Linked DNA regions of Mus musculus: regions 1 and 2 are each linked to region 3. A link is a contact called in public HiCAR-type and promoter capture Hi-C data. All regions are on one chromosome and are shown on one strand. The core of a region is the stretch at or near the end of the contact, and the rest is flanking DNA. Distances in the headings are between cores, read along the strand shown. Region 1 holds the start of Wbp11 (WW domain binding protein 11). Region 2 holds the start of H4f16 (H4 histone 16). Region 3 holds the start of Apold1 (apolipoprotein L domain containing 1).

The links. HiCAR-type assays count read pairs that join an accessible place to other places. Capture Hi-C pulls out chosen DNA fragments and counts their contacts.
Region 1: a HiCAR-type map of astrocytes shows a contact between it and region 3, with 6 times the contacts expected there. The contact joins the promoter of Wbp11 here to the promoter of Apold1 in region 3. A contact is called at or near these places in 2 of 39 promoter capture datasets (the 3T3-L1 cell line and pre-B cells), 3 of 115 datasets of contacts at active chromatin or transcription factors (DN3 thymocytes, astrocytes and embryonic stem cells) and 1 of 9 other capture datasets (adipose tissue).
Region 2: a contact with region 3 is called in a promoter capture Hi-C map of adipose tissue, with 2.4 times the contacts expected there. The contact joins the promoter of H4f16 here to the promoter of Apold1 in region 3. A contact is called at or near these places in 2 of 39 promoter capture datasets (the 3T3-L1 cell line and pre-B cells), 1 of 484 Hi-C or Micro-C datasets (the N1E-115 cell line), 4 of 115 datasets of contacts at active chromatin or transcription factors (astrocytes, embryonic stem cells, large pre-B cells and 1 more) and 1 of 9 other capture datasets (adipose tissue).

The regions. Positions count from the first base shown.
Region 1 is chr6:136,826,603-136,831,232 of GRCm38.p6, reverse strand. Wbp11 (WW domain binding protein 11) reads left to right here and starts at 3,017. Exons shown (of 12, transcript NM_021714.4): 1 at 3,017-3,213. BC049715 (cDNA sequence BC049715) reads right to left here and starts at 2,390. Exons shown (of 3, transcript NM_178776.3): 1 at 2,164-2,390; 2 at 237-332. It overlaps Smco3 (single-pass membrane protein with coiled-coil domains 3), which reads left to right. Exons shown (of 2, transcript NM_001039558.2): 2 at 1-1,302. The coding sequence ends at 36.
Region 2 is chr6:136,802,391-136,806,902 of GRCm38.p6, reverse strand. H4f16 (H4 histone 16) reads left to right here and starts at 2,472. Exons shown (of 1, transcript NM_175652.3): 1 at 2,472-2,910. The coding sequence starts at 2,524. The coding sequence ends at 2,835.
Region 3 is chr6:134,979,972-134,984,681 of GRCm38.p6, reverse strand. It overlaps Apold1 (apolipoprotein L domain containing 1), which reads right to left and starts at 2,681. Exons shown (of 2, transcript NM_001109914.1): 1 at 2,653-2,681; 2 at 1-1,100. The coding sequence starts at 1,097. The coding sequence ends at 357. It overlaps Gm36428 (a long non-coding RNA gene), which reads left to right and starts at 1,037. Exons shown (of 3, transcript XR_003956531.1): 1 at 1,037-1,544; 2 at 2,288-2,545; 3 at 2,627-2,784.

The DNA.
Region 1 (4,630 bases), core at 1,768-4,267, 1.8 Mb before region 3:
GAGGTTGCCACTGCTGTGAAGCGCCAGCTAAGATGAACAGGCAGGTGTCTACACTGGGATACTTTGTGCTGCCCTCTCTGGCACCATGCTTATTTCTTTAGGGTAATTTTCCATTTGTCTCCAACAACGTGGATACAGATAAACAATTTGGGGTGCTTGGGTCTTAGGTCAACAGTGAGTGTCCAAACCAGCTGTAGTAGACCCTCAGGGGATAAAGCTCTATCCAGTTTTCTTACCCTGTTGTCAGAACCACTGAGGTGTAAAGGCATCATAGACCAGCAGGCACAGGCTATTGCTTCCTTGTTCGCAGCAAATGTCTTCAAATATTCCTGCTAAATGGAGAGACCATTCCCATTTCCTGTTTCAAACATCACTTAATGTCTAATAAGACAGACTTAATAACATCTGACTAGACACAGACCTGTGACCTTCAAGTAAAACATACATAGTGCTGTTATTTTTACCCCCAGATCAAAAACAGTTGTTTGTGAACTGGAAAAGACTGCAAAATCATATCAACATTTTCTTCCACCAGATTAAATACAATTGTCTGCCACCCGGAAATGAAGGCAGAGCAACCTCAACAACATTATGTTCCAGAATGAACGAAAGCCATGCATCTGCGAGGTTCTCCTCAGTTCAAAGCGTGGCTGGATGGATTGGGAAAGGATGAGATAATAAATGTTGTCTGTAATGCAGTCAATATTGACCACCTGTTTGTCATCTATCTCTTGAGTGGTCAAAGTGTGTGGAACATTGTAAACAAAACAAGGCATAAAATGCAGTGATCCCTGCATAAAATATGTTAGAGTGAAGAAAAAGGCTCACTCCCTGTTAAGAATTTGTTGATTAAAGGAAAGTAATTAATTTCTATTTTTCAGGGGGATAATTTTATTTTCAGTACCACCAAAAAGAGGCAGCTCCCTCTGCCCCATAAAGCATTTGCAGACCTATGTTAATTGCCTCCTGAACTCAGGAAAAGGAGAGGCCATGGAGGCCTATTGATGGAACTTAGTTTCTCTAGATACAGCATTTGTTTTCTAAACCTTTATCTAACCATTCTCACTAAGCCGTTTTTAGGGTCTACTTCAAAAACCATTGTATGTAACAATGTTGAGATAGTCCTGGTTATAGTCGTTTGGTTTTTAACGCAAAGACAAAAATAAATCATTGGTATAAAGTATCCAGTATATCTCAGGAAAATTTTACAAGCAGATGAAGAATTTTAACTAGCCACATAACTTTTCCAAATGTATTAATTTCTATGTTATCACTGGTTTTATAAATTAGTTTCAAAATATCACAATTTGTGTCACTTTCTAAATTTATTACCTGGTTTTTATTTTATGAACTAATAGGTCTTGCTATTACTGACACTCAAAGAGTAATCAAAACAAGAATTAATGACATTCCCAGGCATCAAGGCTTCTAACTGTAATTCAATCCATCTAAACAATGAGACAGAGGGATAGGGAGATGGTGGCCAGCCCAGATTATTTATTGAATACTTATTTTTTTTCCCACTAAGTCAAAGGTAGTTTTAGTATGGTACTGATGTTACATTGTTAGGGAACACATTTGTTTTAATATAAATTGTAAATGTTCTATTGGTTATTAATTCATTGTAACATTAGTGCCTATCTACAACATCCTAAAAATTAATATACACCTCAATCAGTTCTTTCAAAGTACTTGATGTCAAAAATTCCCTTAGGACCTTTTCTGTTAAGGATGCTGAAACTAAGTTGAAAAATAACCAAGTGTGAGGGTGTTTTTGGTTTTTTGATTTGTGTTTTTTTGTTTTTGGTTTTTTGTTGTTTTGTTTTGCTTTTTGGTTTTTTTTCGAGACAGACCAAGTTCACACTTTATGAAGATTTCGTTTTAAATGCTTACCTTTAAGGGGAAAGGATGGGGAGGAGTCTTAAGGAATGGGGATGTAGAAGGGAAATATAATAGCTATTTCTGGTTATCAGCTATATCTAGAACAAACCACAATCCAGAATTGGAAGGTTCACCTGTGATCCAGATCTTGAGGCTGGGAAATACAAGTTTCTGACCTTGATCTTGGCATGGAAATCTTGAGGCATAGTGGCTATGTATCCCCAGGAGAGTAAGGTAAGATCTCTGAGTACAAGGCCCAGATCCAGGCGTGGCGGTACACACCTTTAATCTGAACCACACCTTCTTCTGGAGATCTATAAGACATTGGAAGATGGAAGTTTTTCTCTTCCTCCTCTGCTTGCATTTACTTGCCAGCCCATCAGTTGGAATCTACTAGCCTGGTGGGACTGAGCAACTCCTAGATCCTTGGACTTCCCATTCACAGCTGACCATTGTTGGGGAGGTGGACTACAGACCGTAAGTCATCATAACAAAGTCCCTTTCTATATAGAGACTATCCACAAGTTCTGTGACTCTAGAGAACCCTCAAAGGAAGACTTCAGATAAATCTAGAGTGTGCAATGACATCATAAAGGAGTTTGGGTTGATGCAAAGTTCATTTGAAGTGTTATGTAATAACTTCTCCTCTGGAAAATCGACAAATGTACCGTTTCTCTTTTAAAATATACATTTTCGTGTAGATTTATGAGTCTCCCCTAGGAACTATTTGTTCAGTTCATCACATGCTGTAGGTTTAGAGGGCTGATGTTTGCTGAGCACCTTAGACTCGGTGCCCAGTGTTATTACCTAACTTGTTTTCTATGGAAGCATTCCTGAAAAACAGCATCCATTTACACACGACAACTAACACAGATCCAATGGCCGACACAGAAGCGTACGCATACCGCTACCTAGTGTGTCCCCAGAGAGAAGCAGTTGCGGAAATGCGTCAGAATTCTGAGAACAATTGGCCAATCAAATAGCAGCTTCCTTACTTTTTATTTCTATTGGGTTATATTAGTGTCAATCTACAATACTCTGGAATGAGGCGGGTCTCTTGGCCTATAGTTATCCAATCGGATAGTGAATGAGAGCGGAAGTACCTCTGGCTCTGAAGTTGTTGTATTCGCTCTATGGGCCCAGTGCCTGGCAACGCGGTGAGATCGCGGCCAGCGGGAACAGGAAGTGACGTGAGCTGGCGGAGGGGCGCGAGGTTTCAAGATGGCGGTTCCCGGGTGGTTGACCGAGGGGCAGAGGTGAAGGCCCCTTCGCAGAGAGTCCTCCGGGACCGCCCGCTAGCTGCTCTCGCCGTCCCGGGAGCCTCGCAGTCGTGTGAGTGCGTGGGGACTCGGTGCTCCGTTTTCCGCGACCCTCCCCGGGGCCTGCGAAGCCTTCTCTGAAACACCAGGCCCAGAGGCCGCGCTCTTCCTCCGCTGGGCCCGGGGTGGCGGGAGCCTCGGGTTTCAGGGCTCGGGGCCGGCCTGGCACTGCGTCCGACGGGTTCTCGGGCGGGATCTCCCGCCGGGTCAGACCCACCGCCCGAGTGCGGCGACCGGTGGCGGCGGGCTGACGTCTAGCCGCTCGAGTCGCTATCAACCGTCGCTATGGTTTCGGCAGTTGCTGTGAGGCCTCCTGGAGTGGACCCGGACCGGACCGGACCGGTCGGGTTGCGTTTGTGCTGCCTGGGTTCCCATGGTCTTTTGACCTTGTCTCTGCCAACGTTTGCAGGCAGAGGCACTATGGTCTTGTAAAAATTCTCCTTGACTCGTAGCTGATTGGTTTTTAGGTGTGTGTGATGGGATGGCGTCAAAACGAGAGCCCGAGGCTGGTTTAAGAAGGGAAACACTAAAGAAAAGATCAAAAATAGAATTTGTTGTATCCGTGCCTTTTTGTAGTTCCCTATAGTCAGTACCCTTCTCTTCCCTTCTTCCCAAACTCCTGCCCCTTCTGCTTTCTGATAGAGAAACATCTGTAATGACATAATCGACACCGATCAGTTCTGAAATATCTGGGAAGCAGCAGGGAGCCGGCCAGCTGAACGCTTGATGAAAAAAAGCATTAACTAAAACAACTTACAGAGTCCCACCTAAGGAGCCAAGGGAATTAGAGTCTCAAATTTACCTCGGGATCTTCCCTTTCCTAATGTAGAAAGAAAGTAGATTTGTTTAATGCTTAAAGGGGGAGCCACAGGAGATGTAGCCTGTAGGAAAGTGTCGCACACTTTGAACAGGAAATATTTGTTCCTTTTTTTACTATGGGCAAGGCTAATTTTTGGAAGTTTCATTCATTTGGAATGGAAGAGAAAGAAGTGATAATAATGAAAGCCTGGCCTTAAAATATTTCCCTACCGTGACTACCACTTTTAATTCCCTCAAAATACATAAATCAGGAGTCATATGTGCTAGTAAGAATATACTTTAATGTTAAGTTTGAGGAGTTCTAATACTTCATTTTTTATTTCTTTTGTTTGAGAGTCATAAATCATTTGATTTGGTATTAAATCAAGATAAATATGTTTGAATGGATTGCATTTTGCCATCTGGCGTGTGGAATGAGCAGTCTAAGGAGAAAGTAAAGAGCATGTATTTGTCTTTAACCCAGATTCATTATCTCCACTCCTGTTTCATATCCCCTTATACAGGTCGGAAAGATGTCCTCAGGGTTTGCATTGCATTGTTAGAATATTTCTCAATTGGTTTTGGTTTGTTTTGAGATCGTCTCATATGGCTCAGTCTATATTCCAAACAAT
Region 2 (4,512 bases), core at 1,223-3,722, 1.8 Mb before region 3:
TTCAACTCAGAGATCTGCCTGCCTCCCTAATGCTGGGATTAAAGTTGTGTGCAGCCACCAGCCTGGGACAAAAGCTGGTTCTTTGGCCTGTCCTACCTATACCACATGAGGCTGGTCTTTGGACACTGTTGCTGCTCCTGGGGACAGTCCCTTCCTTCTCAGGGCCTCGAGGCCATAGTCACAGACTAGGCAGGAATGCAGTCCTTGTGGATAGCATGGATGAATCTGATAGGATATTAACATTACGTGGCTCTGGGGCTGTGTATGAGCCGGAGAAGAACCACTGGATTCCAGAGGGGAGGACCCTTCGCCTCTGCCTGCCTGCCTGCTGGAGGTTGTCACTTGGTGCTCCATCGAGACTTTAGATTACTCTTAGGCCAAGACACTGGAAACAGAATCCCTCAACTTGTTCTTATGATTCATATGATAGGCCCTTGACATTTGAAACAAACTAAAGTGTTTTTCTTCCACTGTTTCACTCCGGTACTTCAGTTTACTGCATTTCTGAAATTACACAACTAAGTAATGTCAAACGCTGATTAAATGTCATGTAGGTTTTTTTGTATCCATTTAATTAAAATATCATAAATTTACCCTCTCCTTAGTCTAATTGCGATTTTATTTAAATAAACTCCACAGAACCAAGTGAAGTGGGGCCTGTCTGTGATCTTAGTATAAAGGAGGCGTGGACAGGAGAGTCAAGATTGTCCATCGAAGATTGTCCATCGTTAGCTACAGAGAGAGTTCCCACCTAGCCTGAGCTACATAGGATCCTGTCCCAAGATACAAAATATTAAACACACACAGAGAAAAACCAACCCCATGTACTTCTATCTATGTACATCTTTATTTCCTAGCACAGTAATGAGCTAACCAGGAGCTGGGGTCCCCCATACACCTTTGGATCTGAACAATATACTCCACCATCAAGGAGGTATCCCGGAGCCAACTTCCTCAGAATCCTGGCTGTACCACCTAACAGCTGACTTTCATATACTATCTAATGCTCCTAAGCATTCGATAGGTTATATATTCTAAGTCAATGTGTATGGAAACCTCTGGTGCAGTTTTGGGGAAGAAAGCTCTAGAATATCTTCTGTAAACCATCTTAAATGTATGTTTATGGAAAGGTCTCTTTGCTTTCTTTTTGCTTTTCTCTCTTTTTTTTGTGTGTGTTGTTGTTGATTGTTTGTTTGTTTGTTGACACACAGTTTTACAAATTTGAATAAGTATTCTGGCAGCAGCTTTCATTTTGGTAAGAATTCTGAAGAGCAAGGGATTTAAAATCATGAGGTAAAATTCAATGATTAAGGCTTCTTCCCCCTCCAGCTATCCTAGAGCTCAATCTCTAAGAGACAGGGAGGGGACAAACAAATGAAATGCTGTTTGAGTTGTGGAACTAATGGGAATTGTAAAGTACTACAAACTAAACGCATTTATCCTGCTGCCTTTTTCTTTTTTTTTAAGATTTATTTATTTATTATATGTAAGTACACTGTAGCTATCTTCAGACACACCAGAAGAGGGCATCAGTTCTCATTACAGGTGGTTGTGAGCCACCATGTGGTTGCTGGAATTTGAACTCAGGACCTTCAGAAGAGCAGTCAGTGCTCTTCACCACTGAGCCATCTCTCCAGCCCAAAACCTGCTGTCTTTAAAAACGAAACAAACTTAAGGACAGTCCTGTTATTCGGAGTCATGCTTTTGACTTCTGGTACTTTACAAGCTATTTGAGTGGGGAGGAGGGGAAATGTATTTGAGTCTGTCTAGCCTAGGCTGGCCCCAGCTCTTGGCAATCCTGCCTCAGCCTCCGGAGAGCCTAAATTACAGATGTGAGTCACCAGGTCTCTTTTAAACGCAAGCAACAAGGACCTCGGATCTAAATGACAAGTTACAATAGTTCAGCTAAGTAACTATAGGAACAATTGGCTGAAAAGCGAATACCAATGTGTTTGCAATGCAGGAGCAGAAAATCCATACACTGCAGAAACAGTTGAAACCAAATAGGAAGTGGGAACTAGCATAATTTTCTTATCGTGGCCACAAAAGAAAGGCACTAAAACACTTCTATCCCCTCAAAAGACTCTCTCGTGAAAATGTAAACTGCTTCGGTATAAGACCTAGTAAGCTAGATTTCTATTGCTAGCTTCTTTTCATTTTCACATTAAAGTTGTGTAAAAACAAGCATGCTGCTTAGAAAATACCGAATCAGCGTGCACTGAAGATAACAAGCATGATGCGCCGTTTTTATTTGTGCTAAAAAAAAAAAAGAGGAGAAATAGATTGTTACCTTATATTATTTAAACTTTCAAATGTGCTAGGGTTCCTGGAATTTGGAGAGGGAACCGAAAGGGTTTTATGGTTCTTGGGAGACAGCAGAGCACAAAGAGCCAGGGGGTGGAGTCTAGAGCTCCGCCCACTCCTTGCTGTTTTCAATCAGGTCCGCTCCCAGGAAATATAAGCTCTTGCTCGGCGGCGGATTACTGTAGTTTCTCCTGTCTCTTTATTAGGTTGTTTACTAATATGTCAGGACGAGGAAAAGGCGGCAAGGGTCTGGGGAAAGGTGGCGCCAAGCGACACCGCAAGGTTCTCCGCGACAACATCCAGGGCATTACCAAGCCCGCTATCCGGCGGTTGGCTCGGCGTGGCGGCGTGAAGCGCATCTCGGGTCTCATCTACGAGGAGACTCGCGGTGTCCTCAAGGTTTTCCTTGAGAATGTGATCCGCGACGCCGTCACCTACACCGAGCACGCCAAGCGCAAGACGGTTACGGCTATGGACGTGGTGTACGCGCTCAAGCGCCAGGGCCGCACTCTGTACGGCTTCGGCGGCTAAGCGAGCCCTCCTGTGCCTAGGCCGTTCCCTTGGCCGGCTTCCCCCATCCACAAAGGCCCTTTTCAGGGCCCACAAAGCATCAGAAAGGAGCTGTGGACATTTGTAGTTCTCACTAGTTATGAGCGTCTCATTACTTTTTGTATTTGGTATGCTTTGTCTTGTATGCAAATTGAGCTGCCTGGGTGCACTTTTTCATTGGAGGACTTGGGCTGGTGGCCCCGCCTACCGCCTGGGACCTGCTCAGAATGCTTGCGGAGTGGTCTGCGTGAATGAGTTTTTTTAGGTGTCTGTTGAGTTGACAGCCCCAGAGTGCTAGGGTGCAGCCTCTGCGGACGCTCTAAAAAGGGGAAAAAAGCTCCTGTAGAGACAGTGGACCTGAATGAGGGCAGGTGTGGAGGCTTGGAACCCCACAATAAAGTCACCCTGTAGCTTAAACTTGGCTTTCTCAGCTGTAGCTGTTTCTCTGCCTTAAGCACGTGGGTTTGGGGGAAGAGGAGCACTCGGATGTCTACCATTTAGTTCAGGCTGGTATAAGTCTTTCGGTGGTCCTTCTGTTTCAGCTTCCACAGACCATATGTGTCTCATTTAAGTCTTCAGAGTAGGTTAGTCACAGCCCTTGCTGCTCCTTCAAAGTACTTGTATTCGATGCTCCATACCCAGATGGGTTTAACTCTGGATCCAGGAAGTCGCTTCCTTAGGCCCCTGGACTCAGGTCTGCTTACCGGCTTTCTGTACACATTACTCAAAACGGTAGTTTTGTTTTTCAGATCTCTAGGTTTTTACATCTGATGTTTACGGGTCTTCTCACTGGCTGAAGAAATAGGAGACTGTTCCTACAGTTCCTGGAGCAGGAACCTGGCATTTCATTAAGATATGGTTATCTCGTGTTCAATGCTTTCTGTGTGGCAGAAACTTGGTGCGGTCTTTCAGCAGATTTATTTTAAGTGTTGATAGTGAGTACAGCTGTGGATGAGACAACGAAGGCTAAAATTTTGGAGCCTAGATTTGAACTCTGCTCTGTGCGATTTTACACAACCTCGTTTTATGTGCCACTGGTGTTTTTGTTTGTTTGTTTGTTTTGTTTTGTTTTGTTTTTTGTTTTTGCGAGAGTCTTCTCTGCCCCTGTGGGCTGACACTTCACTTCTAGAGTCTGAGCATACATAACACTGATACCATTAGTCTAGTGAACTCATTTTCTTAAAGCAAGTGAAAAATGAGATGTTTATTTTTCTGTCTTGAGAAATATTTCAGTTACAGTTATATGGTTTTTATTTTCTTATAAAGTCACATGTTCTATCAAACTATGAAACACAAAATGTAATAATAATGATTATCACCCCTCTTTTAATCTGAGTTTTGATTATTTGAGATAATCAAACATCTATAACTATTACTAGCAAAAAGAAATGAAACAAAAAAATGAAACTTAAATATCATTTATTATTACACAAATAACAACAGCAACAAAAGTATTTGTGCATTCACTGTGGAAATCATTTCTCTCAAAAGGCTTAAATTAGAAACTGCCATGTCACCTGCCCGGATGGAAAGTTACTTAGTGGTAAGAAAAACAGAAATCTTACACTGACAAGATGATGGACGGGACAGAAATCACTATATTAAGCAAAATTGTGTGGGAAGCCGCCCTCACATTTGCCATTATAAGATGGCGCTGAC
Region 3 (4,710 bases), core at 1,432-3,931:
TTAAAGTGACTCTTCGGGTGGCTTTCCCTCTCAGGGTACCTAGAGGTGTGAATTTGAAGCCATGCTGGGAAAGTATGCAATAGTCAGATTTGGTCTATGAGTGGATAAACTGGGGTGGGAAGAGCAGAGCAAGTCAGCTCCGCGGCCCAGGTTGGGTCTACAATCCCTACAAAGACAAAAAGGATCACATACTCAGTTGGGATTACACAAGCGAAAAGTCCTTCACACACACAAGGAGCTAAGGACTGACGGAAGCCCTGCAAGAAGAGTTCCTATCATCCTTTGCACTCCACCCATGTAGCACTTCCCTGTGGATGCTACGACTCTAGAACATTCCATATAGGTAGAGGATGCTCTTAGAAAAACAACGCTGCGTCCAGATCAGTGGAGATCCTGAGGTTGTGGCCACGGCCGGCCTTGGTGCAGAGCTGGACCCGGGACTCCAGCTGCTCACTAAGTTCATCCAGGGCGCCAGTGCACGACTCCAGGCTCTCTGACAGTTTCTGAATCTTGGCCTTCAGGACGGCCTGGCTCACTTTGGTGGCCCCCTCGGCACGTCTGGGGATGAGGAAGCCACGTGAGCCGAAGAAGACGATGAAGTAGACAGAGTTGTAAAGGGCCATGGAGGCGTCCCTCCCGCTCTGCAGCAGCTGGCGGTCCCTGCGTCCCTGCCACTGACAGAAGAACTCCAGGCAGCTCAGAAGCTCGCGCATCTGGTCCTGGCAGGTGGCGGCGATCTCCTGCACCCTCCGCACCTCCCGGGAATTGCAGAAGATCAGAGAGAGGTCGGACGTGATGGTGACTGCCCCTCCGGCGGTGGCCACCCCTAAGCCCACGGCCGACGCCACGAGCGAGGCTCCCAGGGTGACCGGGCTGAGTGACAACCCCACGATGGCTGCCAGGGCACCAGCGGCGCTCAGAGAGCTGCCCGCCACGTTGGCCGCCAGGGAGCGCCTGCGTAGCCGCTCCAGCCTCCGGGCCACTTCGCGCAGGCGCAGCACTTGGCTGTGCAGCCGGCCACGGCGGTCCAGCAGCAATCCTTGGAAGCGCCGCAGCGCATCGGCGCCCTGCGGCTCCCAGGCCGCCCGCTTCTCCATGCCCTGTGAGGGACATAGACGCACAGTTAGCCCGAGTTTCCGCACCCGTTGCTGCCCTAGGCTAGAGCTGCCCGGTGCACTCTCTAGAGAGTCCTCAAATAATTAATAGACTTTATGCTGGGCGTGTTGCCTTAATGGTAGATCACTTACCTAGCGTTCAACCCTCAGACTCAATCCACAAGGCTGCCGAAATGAATACACGAATAAATAAACCACTCAGGACTGGGAACAGGGAGGTAGGTTACTACTGGGTTATGGGTCAAGTTTCCAAAGGCTCTGGAGCCTGGGACAAGTCACACAAGTTCCCAGAACCCGTTAACTGTGCGTTCCAACAGAGATTATGCTGTCTTCTGCTTTCCTTCCAGGGAACAAAATCTATGGACACCATCCACAGATTTAAATAAAGGTTTAAACGGGAAGGTGGAGACTATTAGAAAGCTGCTCCAGGTAAATGCTCTGAAAACAGAGACTTTGCTCTGTTTTCAAAATGACACTTGGGCTGAGGATGCAGCTCAGGGGTAGAGCCATTGTCTGGTGTGACACCCTATTCTATTCCCCAACTCCTGACAAACAAGGACCAATAAAAAGAAGAGAACACCTTAAAAGTAGCAAACCGTGCATGTAACGTAACAAAAACTTTTCATTATGTGGAGACTTGTGTCCTAGGGACTCAAGGTACTTGCCCCCCCCATTCTCATTATATCATTATATTCTCTCTCTCTCTCTCTCTCTCTCTCTCTCTCTCTCTCTCTCTCCTTCTCTCAATGTCCCTGTCCCTCTCTCTAATCCTAGCACTTGGGAGGCAGAGGCAGGATCATTGAGAGTTCAAGGCCAACCTGGTCTAAATACTGAGTTCTAGGCCATCCAAGGCTACATAACAAGAATTTGTCTCAAGGTAAAAAAGAAAAGGTGCTAGCTAGCAGCTCACTGGAGGCTTCCTTGGGTCCAGATGGACTGAAGCCAATAAAAGGTGACTAAGGGAGAAAGCTGAATGTACCAGGTTCATCTGTAAAAGGCCATCTGTCCTGGTAATGAGGGAGCCCCATTTTCATACACACTGTACTCTCCACCAGTCAGAACTTCTTAAAGGCACCAAATAAGTCACTGAAAGAGCATGTCGGACCTGAACGAGCAGGGCAGAAGTTATTTAATTTTTTATCTTTCTCCATTTGTTTTTGTTGTTTTTAAAGACAGGCTGTTACATAGTCCAAGTTGACCTCAAACCCCCGATTCTCCGGCCTCCACCTCCTGAGTTCTAGAATTCCAGGCTTGCATCGGCATGCACAGCCAGAACTCATTGTCCTCGGTTAAGATGAAGGCCTTTAGAGACCGGCTACCAACAGCTGATGTTTCTCAGTGCCCCCAGAAGAACACTGGTCTCCTGACTCATAGGTCCTACAGCTCCTGGTTGACCTCCATGATCTAGCTGACCAGTAAGAAGTTTTCAGGTAACAAGAAGGTTGGGAAAAAGTCACTCCAAATACATGACGCCTCGAGAGTTGACCCCGATATCACCAATCCCATTGCAGACACATCCCTCGGACTCCCCACTTACCCTTCACTCTGGCCTCCAGGAAGAAAAGTGGGAGACTGTTTCTGGACGAGCATACTTTATAGCTCCCAGGAGCCAATGACGGCTCTGGGAAAGCCTTGTCTCATTCTGAGAAGCTGCTGTTTCCTGCCCTGACCCCTGCTGCCTTCGGCCAGGATATGACATGTTGGAAAAAGAGACGCTGGCAAAGCACGTCCCGTATTTAGGAAATGAATATTGTGTGTTCGCTTTCCCCTCCAAACGCAGGAAGAGAACCACAGGCTCTTCCCCAACTTGAAACAAGTGCTGTCATCTCCCAGTGGGGATACCCTGCCTTTCCTCTCCTGAGAATAGCTACTGACGCCATCGGGGGAGGCTTTCCCACATGCCCCAGGCTGCCCAATTATAGTGTTTCTTTGAGAGGACTCCATCAGAAAATCATTTTTAAAAAGAAATAGGAGGGACCGGAAAACTTAATTATGATCGATACAGCCACTCATGGTCCTTTTCAAAGAGCTTTGTGGGGATGTAAGTAGCTGAAGCATGTGACCCATTAAGGGAGGGCAGCCAGCACCAAGGAGCGCCTAAAATTCAAGACCACGCCCACAGGAAGTGCTGCGTGCAGTTTAGGGCATCTCCAGCTGTGGAGAAGACACAGGAGGTCTCAAAAAGGGCACACTGCGGGGCCAAGTGCGTCAGAAAAATCACTGGGGTCAAGCTGCACACCGAGCTAATTATACACTTTCCATGGCAGCGGGGAGATGATGGCTTCCGGGGTTTTCATATGAAGCGAGGACTGTAGCTTGCATCATGGTTAAATGAGTGGATTCTAGCTACAGGTTCCCCAGCAGGGTCTGAAAAACAGTTATCTATTACAGAGCGTGCAGGCGGGGAAATGAATGTAGCTTCTTTCTGTGCCTTTACCCAGACCAGATGGCGATGCACCCCATAGCTATCCCTGAAGCAGTTAGGGTGGGGGTGGGGGGAGGGGAGAAGCTGAAGCTTAGTTGGGAAACCCAGTCTCACCAAAGGACCCCTGACACCATCGTCAAAGGCCAAACTGGTTTTCACCTAAATGATTCATGTCTCCAGCTGGAGGTGCAGTAGACTAGCACGCGGAGGCCCTGGATTCTAACACTGGCACCCAGAAACCCATCACTGTGGCCCACCCCTGTAATTCCAGCACCAGGAAGTAAAAGCTTGAGGGTTAGACATTCAAGGTCAGCTTCGGATTCATAGCTAGTTGGAATCCAGCCTGGGCTACGTGAGACCCTGTTCCCAAAACGAAACAAAAGTCCCCCTTATTCATTTGGAGTCTCTTGCATCTGTTCAGTGCGGTCTCACTATGGAGTTCTGGCTAGCCTAGAACTCATTAAGTAGATCAGACTGGCATTGAACTTGCCTCTTGCTCTGCCCCATTTGGAAAGTTTCAACAGCTCTATCATTGTAGAACACAATTAAGCCCCTCACTTTCGTATGGATAACCTGTCTTTACCAGAGCAGTGCCACCTGCAGCACACCCTGCTGCTCTTGACCTTGATCAGTCAGAATTTAGTCCACGTCCAAGTGTTCTGGTTATAGCTCCTACAGAATAGACATAACCGAGCAGAATGGCCCCAGCGTCTACTTGTACTCTTGAGATAAGAGGCAGAACGGCTGGGCATGGTGGCACAGGCCTGTCATCCCAGCACCTGGAAGGAAGCATCATAGTTTGCTCAAAGTTCAAGGTCAGCCCGAACTGGAGAGCAAAACCTGGAAGCACAGGGGCCTGAGTCTAATCCTCAGGACCTACATTTAAAACTGCCAAGTGTGGTGTTGCTGGTCGAGCAGCCTAGCTTACATCACAAGCTCTATCTACTCCAACCACAAAAGGGCAGCCAGCACATGAGGAACAACACTCAAAGCCATTCTCTTACTCCCACGTGCATGTACACACACACACACACACACACACACACACACACACACATATATAGACAGGCCCAGCACACTGTTGGTAGGTGCCATTCCTGTGCAGGTCCCTGGTCCATGTGTGTGTGTGTGTGTGTGTGTGTGTGTGTGTGTGTGTGTGTGTGTGTGTGT